2 separate regions of the Xenopus tropicalis genome follow, and region 2 is linked to region 1. Evidence: chromatin contacts called from public Hi-C data. All regions are on one chromosome and are shown on one strand. Each heading gives the region's core, a stretch centred on a gene start, on an enhancer-like site or on the middle of the called end of the contact. The rest is flanking DNA. Distances are from core to core; before and after follow the strand shown. Region 1 has its middle 14 kb from the start of plscr5. Region 2 holds the start of zic4 (zinc finger protein ZIC 4).

The links. Hi-C and Micro-C count contacts between places; a contact is called where the count stands out from the background.
Region 2: a Hi-C map of brain shows a contact between it and region 1, with 5 times the contacts expected there. The contact joins the promoter of zic4 here to the enhancer-like site in region 1. A contact is called at or near these places in 2 of 5 Hi-C or Micro-C datasets (brain and tailbud embryo).

The regions. Positions count from the first base shown.
Region 1 is chr5:121,170,476-121,176,904 of UCB_Xtro_10.0, reverse strand. No RefSeq gene overlaps it. Among named protein-coding and RNA genes, the nearest start is that of plscr5, 14 kb to the right of the region's middle. Within about 2 kb of position 2,739, at least 2 of the 11 cell types and tissues checked have an H3K27ac peak or open chromatin away from gene starts, as enhancers often do.
Region 2 is chr5:121,531,669-121,537,991 of UCB_Xtro_10.0, reverse strand. It overlaps zic4 (zinc finger protein ZIC 4), which reads left to right and starts at 2,152. Exons shown (of 5, transcript XM_031902441.1): 1 at 2,152-2,309; 2 at 4,146-4,247. LOC100493456 (zinc finger protein ZIC 1) reads right to left here and starts at 2,057. Exons shown (of 3, transcript XM_002937333.5): 1 at 385-2,057. The coding sequence starts at 1,354.

The DNA.
Region 1 (6,429 bases), core at 1,490-3,989:
TGTCATGTAATAAGAAGATCTTTCCTACCTGGCAGCTGTCATATACCTTTTTTATATAAATGCTCAGCAAAATATATAAGCACAAGTTATGGTATTCAGTGAGCCTTACCTAACTCTACATATTTGTGGTTATTTATGTTAGCAGAATGTCACCTTACCAGGATTTTTTTTTTTTAAGTCACCTTGCATTAACCCCTTCCTTGCCAATCACTTGCAATAACAGGACCATCACCTGCCATCAGTAATTTGCACCTGAATCCTAACTTTGCTGCACTAGTGAAATGCATAGAATCCTAGATGCAGTGGACCAAGGGTTCAAAGGTAAAACCGGGGTGGGGCTGGCAGAGCTGAGATTCAACCTGCTCACTTCAGATTAAGGGTGGCATCGATGTGTGAATGGAACCAGTCATACTGGTTATTCTAAGAAGAACTTGCTGGTAAATGTGTAACACCCTCTTGTTCTGCCCCTGATCTGCCCCTGATCTGCCCCAATCCCTTTTAAACCTAACTCCTGATTGTTCAGAATTTGACTCATTATCTGCCCCTTTAAGTCACAGACCTGCTACTTTATGTCATAGACCCACCATATTGGTTCATTGGCCAGTCTCTTTTCATCATTGGTCCATCCCATCCCATTGGCCTGCCCTGTCCCATCATTCTCTTCTAATAGCTTTCTTTACATGCACCCTCTAGTGGCAGAATGTGCAGTCTATTAATAATATGGGTTGGGTTAACAAAAAAACAGAGTAGTAATACTTTTCCTTGAACAACATTTACAAACTCTAACCTGAAATAGTGGAAATTGAAATGACAGAATGCTAGAGTGTCTGCTTCACTTCACCTAATAGTAACGTATAAAATAAATATCTTATTGGTAAAGCATAAGGTTACCTGGCTGTTGGAAAATCTGGGGCGCTTGTAGAAAATCCAGTGAGTAGGGCTGCACTGATTGCCCTTGATTAAAATCCAATCAGCCTGCAATCAGTCCAGCCCAGCACCCTGCATTTATTATAAGTGCCCCTGATTTTTCAAGTGATCTGCCATAGTGTTGCTGTCTTTATAAGGATAATCAGCGACATTTGGTGCACACGGAACATTATTCCTATTAATAACAGTGTATACTGTGTAAAAGATACCTCTGTTTGTGACACTGTGCTTTTTTTTACTGCATTCAATTCGGCACAACTTATTCTAGAAGCAGTTCAATTTAGAATATTCTAGAATTAGAACTTATTTTTTATTGTTTATTTATAGGTGAAACCCCTCTGTAAATCCCACTTCTTTGGAGAGTTGTAAATACAGAAAGAATACAAGTTTTAGTTATTGTTTGAACTTTATTGCCACGAAGGAAAGAATGGCGGGTAGAATAATGCATTTGAGCTTTGAAAGTGAAGGTAGTTGTGCTTATCCAGACTGCAATCTGCCTGACCAACATTTTATTGCTAAAGCAACACTGCCACATGGTGGAGAAATTAGGTATTTTTTACCATCAAAACCATTTGAATAATTACAAAACAACAGAATAATAAAAAATATAAGTGAAACAAACAATAGAAAATAACCCCTTAGAGTTGATATTAGCTAAATGTTATAGGATTAGGACAAAATCCAGTTAGCTGTCACCTTCTTGCGTTTTTAGACAGACATTCCCTTTACCTGCACTGAATTCAGTGCCCCCTACAGCCATACTGATGCCCTTCCTATTCAGCTTAGGGCTTCTAGCAAGTGCACGTAAGCAGAGTGGCCCTTTCTAGCAATAGCAATGGCCAAATTGGGGCACCAAAGCATTTGACAGAGATAAAGAGAGTTGCACCAGTTTTGGGTTCAGAGTAGGTATTGTTAACATTTACTAAATACCCAAACAGAAGGAATCTTGTAGCATCCAAGTGCTGGGGGCCATAGAAGTCATTCACTATTTAAATAAAAGGAAGGCACAAAATACATGCCCCTTTGTAACACTTTGCACAATGCCATCTTTAAACGTGGCAATAGGAGTATAAACACCGGAGTACAGCAGGGGAACATCTAATAGCTAAGGATATATTGTATTTATAGTAAGGCACTATAACCACATTCTTACTCTCATTATACATGGACATGTGATGATTACACAATAATCCTAAGAACATACATATTGCTAGAGCAGAAAAACACATTTCTGGTTAAACAATTGAAAATGTAGTCTCCTAGGGACTTATTTATAAAGCCGTGCTAATAAAATGTGATTAGATACACTGCACATTGCTGAATGCAGGCATCACCATTTAAATGTGTTTATTAAGCTGTGTATTCATTTCAGGGGATCATGCAGCTCTGTATGAAATTCCGGTGTTAAAAACAGCGGGCACTTGGAAAATGCTGTATAATAATTAGGGTTCTCCATTGCCACCGTATACGCAGTTTTTTTTTTACTGTGGCCTCCTTGCCACCTGAGGCAAGGATCTCAGTTATCCTAACCTTTTGGCTAAACAGGCACTTATTAGATAATGTTGTTGGACTATGAGCAGTAAAATATTGTGTGATTTGCCCATCCAAACGCACGCTGAACTGGCTTTGTTCTGTTTGCCCCAGGGCATGTGTAGAAAGGATTTTCCTTCTGCACAGACCTAACTGATAAGATGGCAGGATAATGTGTGAGATTTGGTGCCCCAAGGTGCCATACATACCCAGATAGCATGGCCCAAACCTGAGCTGTATAACCACACTAATATTGTACCCAAGAGTTGGGAAATATCCCTTTCTTAGAAAGCTGCACTGTAATATTATATCACTGCATCACTATGATTAGTGCTTATGCCAATGTAGAGTACATGCAGTATATTAATTTTGTATAGTTCCACTGCCTTGTCCTTACCTGGTTAATGGGAGAATTTGCAAGTGAGAAAAGCTTCAGTAGCCCTGTTGCTCATTGCCAATTCAGTGTTAATAACAATTGTGGAAACCCTTTAAAACCCCTTAGTGATGGCTAATGTGGTTTCCTTTCAGACATTAGTATGTCCCCCATAGTGCAGTTTATTCAGCCCCTTATTATTAAAGGTATCAGCTGGTGCTCCATACAGAGAGATATTTCCTCTTCTTTTTTTTGCAACACCATGAAAAACTCTTCAGTCTATTGTGCACTCTCGCCGCTCCCCCCCACCCATGTAGGTGCAGACGGAAGCCATTGTCTAAATATTCCTGCTAGAACAAAGCATCTGAACACATTCATTTCCTCAACATGGTAAAGGGGCAGGGGCAATGTGTTAGCACTGCTTAGTCCTACCTGCATTTCTCCTGGCAGCACATATTTATGGTTGATCCCTTATTACATTTGTTTCTAAATAGTCTCCCTATTTATTGCACTCTGCCCCCCCCCCTCCAGTTCATTTAGTTGAACAGAAATCTCACACCTGCACTTTCAATTGCTGTCTACCAATCTTCCACATAGAATGACAAGCTTGCTCCCTATCACCATTGGTGACATGATTTCTAAATGATAATTATAGCTATAATTAATTATTAATTGGAACAAACAAGAATTATCATGGCCAAGGCAACTAAAGAATTTCAGGCAAAAATGCATTTCATCCTCATGTTGATGGCTCCTATTCAAATGGAACAAGCCCAAGATGTATACGGCTTAAGATATTGTCCTTGCCCCCACTGTCTGGTGGGTTCATTTGTCATACAGTGAGCATTTATATGCATTCAGAGAAAACAGGTTGGTCTGGTTTGTGAACCATATATACAATATTTTAGGATAATGAAAGCCCCTTTTGTAAAGATAAAACATGGTGCAGTTTAACCTTGTTTAAAATCAAAATAATTATTGATATAAAGACATGTGGAATTAGAAATTAAAAAAAGCTAAAATAGAAAAATCTACCTTCTAAATGCATTAATTACTCACTAACCAAATAATGTTTCATAGTATTTAATGTTTATTCAATGGCACTCTGCAGCTCCAACCCGGCCCAAGGAAAGTCTCCCATAGGGCTCAATGGCACTCTGCAGCTCCAACCTGGCCCAAGGAAAGTCTCCCATAGGGCTCAATGGCACTCTGCAGCTCCAACCCGGCCCAAGGAAAGTCTCCCATAGGGCTCAATGGCACTCTGCAGCTCCAACCTGGCCCAAGGAAAGTCTCCCATAGGGCTCAATGGCACTCTGCAGCTCCAACCTGGCCCAAGGAAAGTCTCCCATAGGGCTCAATGGCACTCTGCAGCTCCAACCCGGCCCAAGGAAAGTCTCCCATAGGGCTCAATGGCACTCTGCAGCTCCAACCTGGCCCAAGGAAAGTCTCCCATAGGGCTCAATGGCACTCTGCAGCTCCAACCCGGCCCAAGGAAAGTCTCCCATAGGGCTCAATGGCACTCTGCAGCTCCAACCCGGCCCAAGGAAAGTCTCCCATAGGGCTCAATGGCACTCTGCAGCTCCAACCTGGCACAAAGAAAGTCTCCCATAGGGCTCAATGGCACTCTGCAGCTCCAACCCGGCCCAAGGAAAGTCTCCCATAGGGCTCAATGGCACTCTGCAGCTCCAACCCGGCCCAAGGAAAGTCTCCCATAGGGCTCAATGGCACTCTGCAGCTCCAACCTGGCCCAAGGAAAGTCTCCCATAGGGCTCAATGGCACTCTGCAGCTCCAACCCGGCCCAAGGAAAGCCTCCCATAGGGCTCAATGGCACTCTGCAGCTCCAACCTGGCCCAAGGAAAGTCTCCCATAGGGCTCAATGGCACTCTGCAGCTCCAGCATGGCCCAAGTAAAGTCTTCCATAGGACTCAATAGCACTCTGCAGCTCCAGCCTGGCCAAAAGATAGTAACGATAAGCTTGAATGAATTCCGAAACTTTTGTTATCGCTGCGCAAAGTACAAAAAGTACAACTTTTTGGTGGAATAATGAATGTATCACAAACTGTAACAATAATGAATGTTATCGTTACTAGTACAAACTGTTCATTTTTTGTTATCGCGCCCATTGCACTTTAATGAATGGGCCCCGTAGTTGGCCAAATAATTCTCATATGGCATATTTAAATGAACATGGAAGGGAGGGCTACATCCATTCCCTCAGGCTTTCAGTTGGACAGCCCTGCTCCAGAGGATGTTTCCCAGCACTCTAGATTCTCATGGTGGTGGAGTTTACACCACTCCAGCCAATGCTTGGTGTTGCGCATGGTAATATTAGATTTGTTTGCCTTTAAACATTCATAAAAACATCATGCTCCCTCCAAAAAAAATTTCTTGTACTAATATTACTTCCAGAGGCAGCTGTTATGCCAAACCTGAGTTATGCTAGTGCTATATAGGAGTTATGTAATATATAAAACTAACTTTGCCCAGGTGCAATAATCCATAGCAACCAACCAGTATTTAGCATTTACTGGCCACCTTTTCAAAAGAAAACATCGTATTGGCTGCTATGGGTTTCTGCACCTTTTGTTACATATAGGGGTTAGAGAGTTTCTTAAGATGATGAGCGGATGAACTAAATTAGGTGCTAAGATGCACGAGTTCAGATCACAGCATAGTATAACATTCAATCACATCTTAGCTTTCATTTTCTAACTTTTAATTAGATAAAAATTTTTACTGATTGGTTACTCACAACTGTGTTAGTAAATCATCCTTTGGGTCTTAAAAACTAGATCCTGTTTATGGACACTGTATTAAGTTTAACTGGTTTATTGCTTAACAATCACAAAAAACACAGAGATTTGAACCCAACATGCCTATAATTCTTCTGAATCACGTATCTAGCTTTTGGCCACAGATGGTATTTTCCCACATAGTATACAATTTGGGCAATGATTCCTCCTTCCCAATTATAGATGCAGCATGTGTTATTTTTATTATGAATGTGGCGAGGCCTGGGTCACACAGAGTTAGAACTGAAATAGTACATTACAAACACCATCATTTCCAATCAGCCAAGATCTGGCTTGGGCCAGCAGGAAGCATGCAACTGGATCCCTTGCACTGTGTGAATTAGGAATACCTTTCTCTCCATCTGTAGGCTTCCCCTAAGCATATTTAGAACACATGAAAAAACCTACTAGACCCAAGTGACATTTGACCTGCATAGATTCAAGGACACATTTCACTATCCCTCTGTAATGAACTAGGACTGACCCTATTGATGACACAGTAGTTATACAGATTCTACACATGCTTGGAATACACAGCAATCCTCTCTCCTGGCTCCACTTCTATATTTCTAATAATTGCTAGAGGCTGGGGCAGCTGCTCATCATGTGCTGAAGTCTGTGTCTGTCTGGAAGAAGGATTTGTATTGGCACACTTTCTAGCCTGTACACGTTTTAGACTTCAGCATGACATTTATCACAGGCCTCAATGACACCTTCACTATAGAAGAAGTCAAAATTTCTCTTTCTAAAAATACAGCACTTTGATTAAAGAGTGGAAATAAAGTCTAGAGTACACGTAAATGCAG
Region 2 (6,323 bases), core at 903-3,402, 360 kb before region 1:
TGATTGATGTTGTGTGACTTCACGTAACTCAATTTTTACAAATATTTGTCAAATCAAAAATGAAAATTGGCTAATTGAATATTTAACGCAATTCTGTTCAGTAATCGAGTGGAGATGATCCACTACTGAGACATATCTGACACGATGCGTCCTGATATTATTTTACTGACAGTCTGAGCAAGGCATATTATTACAGGGTCCGCTCAGACCAAAAGGAAAACGATTTCGTTATAACGGGAAAGTGCATTTGTTTTCCCATTTAAGTCTATTGGATACGACCATCTATTCGAGAATAATAAAACAATGGAGATACGTAAATAAGAAGTCGTTACGGAGAAAAAGTGAAAGCAAATGAAACAGAAGGAGTAGAAGGAGAGTTTGTACCTGTGTGAGTTCTTTTGTGGATCTTGAGATTTTCCGATCTTGCAAACACTTTGCCACATCCAGGGAAGGGGCAAGGGAAAGGCTTTTCACCTGTGTGCACTCTGATGTGATTGACCAGTTTGTATTTAGCCTTGAAAGGTTTCCCTTCTCTGGCACATTCCTCCCAGAAGCAGATGTGGTTGGACTGCTCTGGGCCCCCGACGTGCTCCACTGTGACATGGGTGACCAGCTCATGCATGGTGCTGAAAGTTTTGTTGCACGACTTTTTGGGGTTGGCCAACTGCTCTGGCTCAATCCATTTGCAGATGAGCTCTTGCTTGATGGGCTGCCTCATGTAACGAAAGAAGGCCCCTGCTCCATGGTGGGCAGCCATGTTCATGTTCATAGGGCCGTAGCCATGCAGTTGGCTGGACGCGTAGTGCTCAGACCTGGGGCTGGTGACTTGCCCGTACTGATCGGGCCTGCCATACATGTCCCCAGAGAAGCCCAGCCTCATCTGTCCGTTCACCACATTGGGAGAAGCGTGGCTGCTGGCTTGCTCATGGAGACCTGGGAAAATCAAGTGGCCCGTAGTGTCAGTGTGGGGCCCATGGGGTCCAGCAAAGCCCCCTGCGGCGGAGGCGAATAGGCTGTGCTGGGCGCTGGCGGCCTCCCCGAAGCCCCGGTTGCGAAAGAGAAAGTCCCGGGTGGAGTTGAAGGCAGCGCTGGAGTAGGAGCTGACATGGCCCGGGTGGTGATGGTGCCCCAAAGCGGCCGCAGCGTAGCCCGGAGCCTGCGAAGTGAAAGCGGTCTGGCCGGAGGCAAGGTCGTGGCTACTCGGGTTGAGCTTGAAAGCTCCCATGCCGTCTGCGAAGGGGTTGATGCCCAGGGCCACTTCTCGATCCGTCACATCGCCTGCGGAGTGGTGCCGGGAGGAACCGAAAGTCGTGACTCCGATGGCTGGGTATTGGGCTCCGGCGTCCAGCAGCATGGTAGCTCTTACCTGGGGGAGCAGCCCTCACCCGAGTGCAGATACAAGGCAAGTCTTCCAACAATCGGCAGCAAATCAGTGGCCGCAAGACACGGGCAGGAGGGGGGTTCCTACACTTCTGCACATGCAGGAAGCACAATCGCAGCGATGGCGCAACGACTTGTCAGGACAGTCGCATCTACAGCATGGTGCGCCTCTGAGCTGCAGAACATACAAACTGATAGACTGGGCTGACTATGAGAGCGAATTCCTTCCACTTCTCACCCAACACTGCTCTTATTATTATTTCTTTTTCTTTTTTTCTCTCTCTCTCTTTCTCTCTCTCCCTGCGAAGCGCAAATAACGCACAATATTGTCTTTTGCGGTTTATCTTCCTGGGGAGAAACTTTCACCTCCTCAGCCGGGCGTTGAGCTGGAGACTGATAGCGGCAATCATTCCTGCAGATAAATGAATTGAAACGACTGCTCGGTCCCCCCTTGATGAATGGGAGGAGGGGGCGGAGTCACGTGTAGATGGACGCCAGAGCCCATTGGTCCTCGGCCTCTCCCCCAGCAGCCTCACCTCCCCAACTAAGGGCTGGCAAAGCCCCAGGCTCGTCCTGATTGGCTGCCCAGGCCCATCCATCCCAGGTATTGGAAAGGCGCTTGACACCGCTTCTGACAAACAATGTTTTTAGGAGTTGCAACTTTCCCCCCCTGCCGAAATTCTACGGGAAAAAAATATCCCACCATGGGCAGTTTCTTCATTTCTTATTGCTGCTTCTTTCTCCCCATATCGCCAGTTATTTGGTTCTGGGAATGTAGGGGGATTCTGATGAAGATGCAGAGCCCAGTGGTCTCTTCCATAATTCTCTTTCTTTAAACCCCTTCATCCCAGTCAGACATTTGTATGGATATGACTGTGGCTCTCATTTGTCAGAAATAGCCACTGAGTTCTGTACCCATCGCAGCACAGGTGGGTGACAAGCTCTTCACTTCTTTTATTTTATTTTTCATTGTCTGTTTATTTCATTTGCTGCTGTCATTATGTGTTCCCGTCCTCTGTGTCCCAACAAGTCAAACCGAATTCTAATGTCACAGTATAACCTCGTTTTCCCTGGGTGCCACATAATCTGTACATGGAGTCGTGGAAATAGTTTGACACTGAAACTTTTTTTTTTTCAGTTCCCAAATCAGTCATCCTTGTCACCCTTACTGAATCCCTCCACTGGCCACACCAGGACGGTGGAAAAAAAAAACCCAGGCGGTGCCTTTTGTTGCTGAGAAAAAACTTTTGATCAGCAGAGAAAATGGACTTCCCTTCAGATGAGTGAGCAGAAAAAAGAACCAACACTTCTTTTGATTTGCTCAGGAAAATGCCCACATTTGGATTCAGTGCCAGCATACAGCACTTGCTTGTTGACACAATAGAACCGCCGATTAACCTATGTGTTCTCCCCTAAATTCCCGTCCGTAATGTGGTCCCACTCTGGGCACCTAAGTGGTTAAGTTCTCCATAGACACTGCACATAATTATTTGCCTTTGTGCCTTCTGCCCAAGGAGATCTCATCTTGTAGGAAACTTCTTACTGAATGGGTTTGTGCGTAAAACCCAGCATGGTTCGTCTTACTGAGCCTTCTCATTAAAATTGGGCTTATTTATTGTGTGCATTCATTCACCTTTATTTTCCATGTTTAAATCTGGTTGCAGTGAACTTGGAAATGCAATGTATATGTCTATTCCTGAGAGCTAGGCCTCTATTCATCGGCTCTATTTTCCAGCAACATAAATGGATCAGAACCATTCACTAGACTGTACTACTTGTCATTGTCATTCAATGATTCCGTGTTTTAGCAATATGAAAAACCATTACTTAAAACAAAGAATCCCCGATTGATTGTATTGAGAGGGTATTTTGCATATAGCCCAGTCCAGGTTGGGTTTCATTCATACAGAAATTGACTTCTGCACAAAAGCCTTTTCTTAAAGCCATGTATGAAAAGCTGCAACTGCTCTGGATTTCTCTGCAGTGTAAATACACTTCCCTGCTAAATTCATTTGCACCTACCAGGCTTTTATATTGTTTTCTTCCAACCCACTGTAGCCTTTGCTGCCACATAACGCTTCTGTATAGCACAATGTTTTAGGGATTAGCTGGATATTAGGTAAATATATATATAGCAGATGATAGACTGACAGATAATATAGAAAACCCAACAGATAGATACATAGATTATGATGTTAGATCGATGGATATATAGATAGATAGATGATAGATAGATGATAGATAGATAGATAGATAGATAAATAGATAGATAGATAGATAGATAGATAGATAGATAGTGGATCAGTGTACAGGAATCAGTTGAGAATATATAGCTGGGTGAGTGTGGGCTGCACTTATTAATATGGAAGGATGTAGAATTGTACAACTGCATTAGAATAATCAGTAGGTGACCGATTCTGCATCCACACATGATGCATTTAATCCTGTTGGCCAGATAAGGAATGTAATGTGCTGGGGGTGTATATCTGAAACATTGTTGCATTTGTGCATTTGTGTCCGCTGGAAAAGTTGACAAAGGGATAGCTGGGGAATGTGGCTAAATTTACAGAGTGACTGTAAAAAAAAAAAAATGGAAAAAAGTTGTGGGTAGTGGAAGTTATCAAGTGGGATTTGCGGCGCTCTCTGCAGGGAACGAAAGCTGTTCTAGTTCAAAGCCACATGAACCGACGTGACAATATAAGCCATTAAAATATCATCCTGACGGCTCATTTCTGCTTCATCCTACTTTCCCTAACTGCTTTCAGAAGGGCACAAAAGAAAGAAATGAGTGATGATCGCGCAGGAGCAGCCCTCGAGTCGTAGGAAGATGTGAAGCTGATGGTGCAACAGGTGCAGCAGCGGCCCCGGTAAGGCAGCGATCTATTGGGGGGAGAGGGGGCTTTACATAACCTGATCCTGACCTGCCCCATTACCAGCCACTCTCATGTAGATGGAGGCACTGAGCGCTGCACAGCAATGCTGCTTCTTTCACACGGTTTGTTTGTTCACAAAACCTTTTGTGCTCCCCTTAAGTAGCTATCAGAAAGCAAAAGAAAAGCTTAGGTGGGAATGGGCTGGAAAGGTCCATTTCCATGCCAATGGGCTGTGGAGCAGGGTAAGATTCACTCATTTTCTCTCTTCCTTAACATTGCCCCAGGATGGAAAAGGAAGACAGAGGAGGCAATCAATTCATTGGGCTTTATATTTAATTACCAGCTTTATTGTCCTCTCTGATTAATACATTTTCCTCATGTTTACTTAATACAAAACAGTCTTTCTGATGTATTGACATTGTGTTTCCTCGCTGTTACCATTTCAATTGAGACAAAAATATGATTTCTGGCTTGAGGGGATATATAGGTCAGAGTAAGATACACCATTATACATTCCGGGGGGCGTTTCATTTAGAAGTTTCCAATGTGCTAATCAGATCTAATTAAGTATGCTGTTATTTGTTTCACTGCATTAATGGGCGATCTGGATTTGGTTGCTAGGGAAAACTAGCCTTTAAAAATAAAAATGCGTCTGCTTCGCTTTCCAGTGTGTTCGGACTTTATACATAAAGTATAATTATTATTATTATTATCAGGAGTGCAAGATAGTTTGGATTTGTTCTAGATCATAATGAGTCCGTTCAGCTTCTTATTGCATCTTTCTGTTACTGGAAATGTAGTTAATCGGTCTGAATGAGTGTTGAAGGATAAATCTCTTGAAGTTGCCGACTTTTGAAATACCATAGAGTCTGACCTCTGACCTGAGACCAACCACATGTGCTTATAGAGAAGCCTTGGGTTTCTGCAAAATAATGTGCATGTTCTTTGATTTTGTGTTTGTGTGTGTGCTACTGGTGGTGTGGGGGTATGATTGGAGATTGCTATGTTTTGCTATTAATTAGATACTATTAAACTCACCCACACCAACAGCTCTGTAAATACAGCAATAAATAATTCAGTCTATTTACACATGACATGAAATACTTACTTGACCATTGCAACAACTGCTATAATTAAATAATTTATGTTTCTCGAAGTCACATTTATTGGTATATTATATAAATTAGCATGTCAGCACAAAGAAAACATTTTGCAGGGAATTAGGCAGAGATACGCTTGTGTTCTTTTCCTCTAATGTACGGGCTAAATAGAACCTGCATCGATACACGCTAAAGACGTGATTTGTACAGCATTGATTTAATAATAAATAAAGCGTAAAGTCAGCCATGAACCTCAGAAATGAATTAGCTCGTCATGTCTGCGTAAGATCCAGTGCTAAGGCCATAGATGGGGGTCTGTTTTGTTAATGTGATTTTGCTGAGATGTGGGGGACGCTGGCATTATAGAATTAAAGGCACATTTATTTTGTATCTATTTTTTTTTTGCTTAGTTTTTTTTTTTAGTATTTTTCCTATTAGGTTAAAACTAATACCCCAGGGAGGGGGAAACGGAATTGGAAGAATATGAGAGTAAGCAATGATGTGCTAGAAACTATCAGTATACTTCTCCATATTCAGTATTTTCTCCTGCAAGGCTTGCCTTACCTGTACTGCTTACAAGCAGGGAGACTTTAACCCATCGGGTGCTGAAGGCAGCAGCAATGGCACTTACTGCAGTGGCTCTGGCTAGTGGTCAGAGCACATATGTGTACCAAATGCTTCATAGTTTAGTTCTGCACCGATTACTTGCTTTGCGATGCAATATAAACGGAAATGTTACTGACAACTATCCTTGTTCATTTGCATTGTCACAAAGGGTCACTGGATTAAACCCGCTCTTTGGAAGTTACCGAGGGTGAAAGAATATAATTACATTTGTATATAACTGTATATTTCATTTCCTGTAATAAAAACCATACAGTGTGAATGACAAAATACAGATTTGCGCATAGCAGCCTATATAATAATAATAATAATAATATAATAATATATATTTACCTCCCTTTATTAC